3 separate regions of the Mus musculus genome follow, and all the other regions are linked to region 1. A link is a contact called in public Hi-C and promoter capture Hi-C data. All regions are on one chromosome and are shown on one strand. The core of a region is the stretch at or near the end of the contact, and the rest is flanking DNA. Distances in the headings are between cores, read along the strand shown.

Region 1 (2,700 bases), core at 139-2,638:
GTACAATCCTGTAGTTAAAAACAAACAAACTAACCAACCAATCAACCTGCTTCTGCCTGTTTCCTAAAACAAGTCCTGTGAGGCAGGATGCCACCGCTCACACCTTTTAAGATTTAAAATCTTGACCGCAGGCTCACACTTTTTGAAGAGGACCAAGATGTTCACAGTTGTCACAAAATTCTACTTTCGGAAAATAATAATAATAATAATAATAATAATAATAAAACTATAGAAGTTCTCCTTACAATTACAAAAGGAGCAATTTAAGACCCAAAGGCAGGCCAGGTCAGAACTTTCCAAGTACCTCCAAGTATGGTTTTGAATTTGGGTTTCTTAACCATATCCCAAACATAGCGTGATCAGACTGCAGTACTATTTACTACACACGCGCGCGGACTTCAGATGAAATAATGGAGTACCCCAAGTTAAAAGGCTTTTTGAAAACTACTCCGATTTCCCAACACCCCAGATGCCAAATGGCAACCTTACCACTCGAAGCAAACGATACACACACATACACATATTATGTGGTGGTGGTGGAGAGGAAAAAGGCCACACCCAAGTTAAAGACTTTCAGAGCGAAGTGACACCAAGTTTCAGAAATTTAACTATGGCTATTTTGGGGCAGCTCATTTCACGGGTGACGGATCCTCTGAATCCTCCCCATCTCCACCAGGCCGCACGTTCAGGAAATCGTTCCCGATTCGAACTGCTCGGGTTTCCTTCTCAGGAACCCGGTGCGAGGCCAAGATGGAGAAATGCCTCATTCAAAGATTGCAGTACCCGGGGTATTAGAGGGCCGGCCCGTGCCGATCGAGGGAGACAACCAGGCGCCCGTTACCTGCGGGGCTGGGACAGGCCACAGCCGCCTTAGCAACAACACAGCGGTTACCTGGCACCGAGGAGCCACCCAGATCCAGGCCCTGCGGCGTCCACGAGTCTCCCAAGCTGGCCCAGCTCCCGGTGTCCCCCACGCCCTGGGCTTCACGACCACCCACCCCGCCGCAGCGCAGCATCAGCGCCGCGCATCCCCGCTCACCTTAGCCACATAGTCCTTCACCTCATCCAAGTCTCCGTTTTTCAGGGCCCACATGAACTCCTTGTCGCACATGACTGCAGCGGGGTGGGCCGGCGGGCCGGGCAGGAGCGGCGATTAGGCCCGACGAGGGGACACGAGAAAGCGACGCGCCTCAGGCCGCTGAGCGGGCGAGACTGCGGGTCGCGGCTACGGTTCGGGCGGGAGAAAGTTCTTCTGCAGCCGTTGGGCCCAGCAGAGCAGGTTCCGCCTAGCTGAGGAGAAGCAGGACGCTTACACTTCCGGTTCACGCCCCGCTAGGGCCCGCCTCCCACTTCCTCTTCCTCTTCCTCTCTCCAGAAAGCTCTGCTCGGGACCCCGCCCCGACTGCTTACCTCAGGAGAGCCACTTTTGCGCAGGCGCATTATCCTGGCCGGCCAAGGCAGAGTAGAGGCGTGGTTCCAATGGGCGGGGCCGTGAGGCTGAGTAGAATGTTCCTGGAGGTCAGGAAAATCAGGGGCTGAACCTGGGGAGGTGTTGGATGGGAGTAGGACACTCCAGTTCCACGACAGAGGGGAACGTTAGTTTCCAGGGCTCACTTTCTAATAATTCTAAAAATAACTAATAATAATAATAATAATAATAATAATAATAATAATAATAATAATGTGTTTAGATTCTCTCTCTCTTACTATCCCACTTTAAACTAGTAAAAGAGGAAAAACAAAAAACCAACCCACTCTCAAAACATTTTTATTGAGACTTTCATCTATGCATATAGTATGTTTTGAACAAATTCATTCCTGAATCCCTTCTCCACTTCACCACTACTTTTCCTTCACAACTTTATGTGACCTCTCTTCTTAAAACAAAACCAAAAACAAAAAACCAAAAACCAAATTTTCATTTACGTGTATGATAGTTTTGACAGAATATATACATTTATGTGAACCAATGTGTGCGAGTGCCCGAAGAGGCAAGAGGAAGCATAAAATCTGAGAGAGCTAGAGATACAGACAGCGGTGAGCCTTCATATGGGCCATGCTGGGAACCAAGCCGGGCTCCTCTGCGAGAGCAGCCAGTGCTCTTAACCTCTGAGCCATCTCTGCAGCAGTGCTCGGGTCTTGTGTTGAGCTCTCTGAACCCACTTAGCGCTTCCTGTTGAGTGCATACGTGTGGGACCTACTGGTTTGTTTTACCTTTAGGCATCAAACTCTATTCCTATTCTCATACATCAGTGGCTGGGTGGGGCTCTCTCCCTTGGTCTTTTCTCCTCTCTCTCCCACTACCACTCTTGGCCTTTCTTCTCCCTTTCCTCAACCATGCAGTTTCTTTGGGACATCCACCAGAAGGAAATAAAAAGGAAAGAATAAAACTTTTTTTTTCTCAGAAGGAAATCTTCAACACGTAGTTGAGACAACGGTGTCAGTAGGTTTATTTCTTTTTAATTGCATACGTACGTGCTTGTGTACAGATGCACTGATGTGGGCATGAGTGTGCATACGTGTAAACTCAGAGGACAACTTGTGGGAGAGTACTCTTATGTAGGTCCTAGTGACTGAATTTAGGTCACCATCGGGCTTTGTCACAAGCATCTTTCCTGGTTGAGCCATCTTGCCAACTCAACAACGTGAATTATGTACATTTACTTTCTATGGTGGAAAATACTTAAGTGTGTGATGGCA
Region 2 (2,700 bases), core at 170-2,669, 2.3 Mb before region 1:
TTCCCCTTACTGCCGGGAGGCAACCAAAGGACCCAGAAGTTATTGTGGCGAAGCAGGTTCTCTACATTCTCCAGTCGTGGCGGTAGCAGCCTGTACTCCTGCAGCAGGGTCCCCAGCACGGCCCACTTGCCCTCCGGCTGGTTGCTGAACTCTCTGGCTCGAAGTCAGCCAGCTTCTTCTCTGCTGACCCTGCACGTCCCTCCAGGTTCTGCACTCAGGCAGCCCGGGATTCCATCTTCTTCTCCACAGCTTGAATAGCAGCCACCACTGTCCAAAGTGAGATTTCTGTGGTCTGGAAGTATGGGCTTTTCTCTGTTGTTTGTGAAGGTGGTGTGGCTGGAGCTAAAGGTGTGGAGCGCCGTTTCCTTCTGTGCAGAGCAGGTGTCGACTCCTCCGACTCCTCCATGGTCTCAGTCGCCCCACAACACCGACTGGAGGGAAAGTGCTTGGACTTTGTGCCTCTCCACCAGACGCCCAGACCCTTCTGGAAGCCGCCACCGCTGCTGTGCTGATACAAGGTGTGCTATGAGAGTAACCCCCCCCCCCCCCCGCCCGAAGAACTGCAGTGGTTCCTCCTTTTTGGGACTTTTTTTTGAGTGCTTTTATTTTAAAAGTATGGTTGAATTTCTACAAAAGATTTTCCTGTATCCATTGAAATTGGTCTGTGGTTCTCAACCTGTGGGGTTGACTCCTTTGGGGTTGCATATCAGATATCCTGCATATCAAATATTTACATTACAAGTCACAACAATAGCAAAGGTACAGTTATGAAGTAGCTATGAAATAATTTTATAGTTGGGAGTCACCACAACATGAGAAACTATATATATATATGTGACAGCCCCTAGGACAGGTACTTTTCCCCCTCACAGCCTGCAGCCTGCGACTTGGCATAACCGCAACAGTGAACTTGTACATAAGACGAATATAGAAACATTCAGTCTCAGAAAAATACCAAAGAAAAATCTCTGTGCGTGTACATTTTTGCATTTGGTTGATTTAAAGATGGTATTTGAAGTTAATATTTTTGCACACACAAGCATTCTTTTGGGACCTTTGTTTAAATAGAAGAATCTGCAATTTATCATCAGATACATTAAGTTAAAGCGTGTAAAATTATAAAATGGAGTAAACTGAAAAACAACTTAAGGTCTGTCTGAAGAGATCTAAAGAGACAGTAAGGAGGCTTGATGAAGTTGCCCTTGGTTTATTGTCCAGGCATGCCCGGGACCGGCAGAAGAACTACATTTCCCAGAATGCTTAGAGAGGACAGGAGCCTCAGCCTCCAGCTGAGTCTCAGTCCCGCCTCCTAACTCCAGGGATTGGGTTTTTCACTTCCGCGCCTAAGCGCTTCTCTTCTGCCATTGGTGGATGTTCCGGGTCAGCCGCGGAGTTTACACTTTCCCGGTCCTGTCAAGCACCTGGCTCTCGCTCCCGTACCAAGATGGCGGCAGAAGCAGCTGGTGGGAAATACAGGAGCACAGTCAGCAAAAGCAAAGACCCCTCGGGGCTGCTCATCTCGGTGATCAGGTGAGGGAGGCAGGAGGCAGGCAGGGTGAGGTCAGGGCAGCGGCTGGACTTCCGCGGTGGAAGGGAGAGGCATCGGCTGGGCCCCATCCGCCGGCCCTTCTCTCCCTTTTGGCCTCCCCCGCCCCTCCCCAGGGCCTATTGCCCGCCCCCGCCGGGCAGTGTTCTAAGACTCTCTGGGGCCGGGGTTAAGGGGAGGACACCCCACCTCCCCAGTCTTCTCCTCGGGGCATGGCCTTTACTTCTGTCCCCGGTCCTAAAAGCTGGCCCGCTTGGGTTCGGGAAGAAACCCAGCGCAGGTGTACTCATTCATTCCTACAACAGGTTCTGGTTGACCCTGGTGCTGTGCACACTCCTGAAGGCCGGGAGGTGTCCTGGGCTCGTGGGGATCAGGCCCAAGTTTCCTGTTAGGAGTTGCAGAGTGTCCAACTTTGGGCACTTTCCACTACCTGTGAATAGCCACAGCTTCAGATCCTAGGTTTTGCGTGAGCTGTTAGCATTGAATATTAAAGTGATCCATCCATCCTTCCTTCTTGTTTTGCTTTTTTCTTTCCTTTTCCTTCCTTTCTTCTTTCTTTCTTTCTTTCTTTCTTTCTTATTGCTTTCTTATTCCAGTTTCTTACTCAAAACCATACAAAAATAGAATTTCAAACTGCCCTCCTCATTACTTTTTCCCTAAACTATTAGGGTGAGAGTGGGGGTGGTTGACTATTTACTAGTCTTCTTCTTCTTATTTTTAAATGTTTAAAATGTTAAACAGACTTAGATCAGCCTGAATAAAATGCATTATGACACACTTATCCATTGTTGTCATTTGCATTTCATCCCATATATTTTCCTAAAACAAATACCCCTTGCTTCCCACTTTCCTCGACTTATCCTTCACTTTGATTTGAGTTAAGAGAGCTCCTGTAATGATCCTGATTATCTTTTTAAAACCTAGGATCCACCAGAATCTGGTAGGTTAAGCCCTTGAGAGAATGGGTAAATCAAGCTTTGAAAGGCTTTAAAAGTTTACCATTTAATCGACTGAAAAGGACCCGTGTATTGGTTTATGGCAGAGTTTAAGAGAATGGCCTGTTTTTATCAATTTTATTTTAAAACGAGAGGATAGAACTGTCTGTGAAAGTGATACACTTTGTAGGCCCTGAAGAGAAAACACTGCAGGCACAC
Region 3 (2,700 bases), core at 20-2,519, 2.5 Mb before region 1:
CTGGGGTTTCTAATCAATAAAACTTTAATAAGTTCTTTTCAAAGTAACAAATTTCAAAGGAAAAAGTTTTCAAGCAGTTGAAATGTTTTTAAGTTTTTATTTCCTTGTAACTCTTACATAGTTAATTAAGAGTAGTTGTGTAAAAGCAGTAGACAGAAAATATAAAGTACTCTAAAACCTTCTGAAGTCATAGTGCTCTATTTACTAGATACAAGTAAGTGTACTTCCCAAAGCATGAAGCTCCAAAGTCGAGGCAAAGGAGAATATTAAAGTTGTTAGTGTGTATACTAACGCCCTAGAGGAAATTCAAGTTTTCAGTTCATGTATCAAGTACATGCAGAGGGCATTTAATAAGTCTCTATAACGATCCCTTAGAAGTTGTCTCAGTTCTACAACCTTGAAGGCCTGCAAACCGACCTCCGCCCCTAGCAGGCTGGCAGTTATAGGCCTGTATAGTCCAACTGGGTCAGGTTCATAACTTGGGCCAACAAACCACAGGGGAGGCGCCTGGGAAAACGAAATTATCAGGTGGAAGGGAAAGAGCCAGAAGCCAGAAATTAGCAGCAGGGTCAGGAATGACTTGAATGGTAATACCAGAAGAGGGGCAGGGAATAACAGAGGCAAAGAAGAGTAATCCTTAAAACACCAATTCACTCTGAGAAAGAACTGTGCGTGGAAAAGAAGGGCTTGGGTCCTGTACAGGAGGCACACGGACCAGCACAGTGAAGCAAGAGTTTTAATAAAGTCCTGCAACTAGTGAGCAAGGACGACCGTGGTGACCCGGCACCACCACCCCGGCACAGTGCATGGCTCCTGGCACACAACCAAGAACTTTCTCTGAATGGAGGTTCGGAGTCTTGAAACTACGAGCTTCTTCCCAGAGACCCAGACTTCTAGCGGGACAGCAGGGCGGGCCGAGAGCGGAGAAAGCAGGTGCAGCTGTCCCAGGCACATTTCAGCGTTGGGATCCGAGGTCAAAGGCTGCCCTCCGCCCGCCCACGGCACTCACCCGGATGCCCTTCACCACGGTGATGTTCTCGTTCTCGTCCGCCTCGAAGGTGACCCGGCGGGTGCTAGCGGTCCCGCCCATGGCTCCTGCTTCTGTCCCCGCAGAGTCTGGAGCGTGGACCTACGAGCACGTCAGGACCCACGCGCACACTTGCGCGTGAAAGCCCTGGACGCTTCTCTTGCAGGGCAGGAGCAAGGCCACGACCCCAAAAAAGAAGCAAGGAGAAGGCGCCGGTCCCAAAAGCCCGCCTCCTCCGGTCACGTGCCAGAAGTAGGCCGCTTCGGGTTAGCCCGAGAAGCAAACTGCCCGCCTCTTATCAGAAGGTGCACTAGGATTGGCTGGATTGGACCCGGATGCTATGGCAACAGGTGGTGCTTAATAGGGCTTCCGGAGCCTCTGAGAATAATGGGAATTGTAGTCTCGATCCGGAGCGATAGGTGCTGTGACAGGTCTCACTCCCTAAACTGTAAAGTGAACCGAGCATTCTGGGAGTTGTAGTCTTGACAGCCCTGAAGGCCTCCTTCTGGTCTACTTTCAAAAAAGTTGGTTCACCCAACCAGCTTGTTTTGCAGTTGACTCTAGAACCTTAGGTAAGTTAGGTAAATACAGGCTCTCAAAGCTAGATATGGAAGATGCACTCCCCTAAACAAACAACTTGTATATTCCAATTCACAAACCTGTAACAACTAAACTTAGCATTTTGCCACTTAGTCTTTTAAAGGGGCCGAGACTACATATGCCTATGTTCCTATCTTATGACTTTGGTATTTGTCAGTCTGTATGAAATGCAACTTTTAATGTAGGGCTTTCAAATCTACATGCAAAAATGCACAGGAAAAATTATTTACACAAAGATACAGACAGAACACTGCTTCTCGTGTTTGTGTCTCTTATTCACTTACATAAGTTAGATCACAGGATGATTAGACAGAGGAAAATGGTCCGTTCATGGAGGAGTTATAGCAGCGTTAGACAAAGTAGAGATGATCTGTTTTGGAAAGTTTCTAGCTTGGTACTTTACCTCCAAGAAGTCTAAAAATGTTAGGATAACCACACACACAGTTTCAGTTTTGTTGTTATTTGGTTATTTGGTTGATTTTAGGGTTTTTTTGTTTTGCTTTTTTGTTTGTTTGTTTGTTTGTTTGCTGTCAAACACTGTTGCTAAAAGTACAGTATGATCTTAGATTTATGGAGCCAGAGAAATACCCTTTCATTTAGAAATTAGATGGATGGGACTACTGATGTAGCTCAGTTGTCTATGCAATGCCCCAGGCCTGAGCTATGTGAAGGAGGAGAAAAAACAAGAGGGAAGAAGAAGAGTGGGGCAGAAGGGGGATGGGAGGGGAGGGGACAGAACTAGCTGAACAAAAATACCTTTTTCAATTTGCCCTTCTCAACATTAAAAGACAGAGAATACAGCATACCATGGCATCCTCCTAGGCCAAAGGGATCCACAATGTTGAAGAAATATTTTTGAGCTTCAGTTATTTGTCAGCATGTCAGAATCTGTAGCGCAAGACACTATGTCCCTCCCGCTGCTATATCCCAGCATATAGCAGCAGTGCCCTTCATCTCATTGTGTCGTTCTTTTCAACACATGTGCTCTAAATCACATGATATTCTCCTGCAGTTCTGAAACTGCCTGCCCCTGTCTGCGTCCTCCCATTACATCACAGTTGAGCTTGCTTCTC

Evidence for each region. Promoter capture Hi-C pulls out the DNA fragments that hold promoters and counts their contacts. Hi-C and Micro-C count contacts between places; a contact is called where the count stands out from the background.
Region 2: a promoter capture Hi-C map of pre-B cells shows a contact between it and region 1, with 2.7 times the contacts expected there. The contact joins the promoter of Exoc4 here to the promoter of Mtpn in region 1.
Region 3: a Hi-C map of regulatory T cells shows a contact between it and region 1, with 9 times the contacts expected there. The contact joins the promoter of Chchd3 here to the promoter of Mtpn in region 1. A contact is called at or near these places in 2 of 39 promoter capture datasets (liver and pre-B cells), 2 of 484 Hi-C or Micro-C datasets (double positive thymocytes and regulatory T cells) and 1 of 9 other capture datasets (adipose tissue).

The regions. Positions count from the first base shown.
Region 1 is chr6:35,538,500-35,541,199 of GRCm38.p6, forward strand. It overlaps Mtpn (myotrophin), which reads right to left and starts at 1,389. Exons shown (of 4, transcript NM_008098.4): 1 at 1,040-1,389. The coding sequence starts at 1,111.
Region 2 is chr6:33,247,709-33,250,408 of GRCm38.p6, forward strand. Exoc4 (exocyst complex component 4) reads left to right here and starts at 1,420. Exons shown (of 18, transcript NM_009148.4): 1 at 1,420-1,530. The coding sequence starts at 1,445. It also overlaps the pseudogene Gm1401.
Region 3 is chr6:33,058,991-33,061,690 of GRCm38.p6, forward strand. It overlaps Chchd3 (coiled-coil-helix-coiled-coil-helix domain containing 3), which reads right to left and starts at 1,270. Exons shown (of 8, transcript NM_025336.2): 1 at 1,010-1,270. The coding sequence starts at 1,090.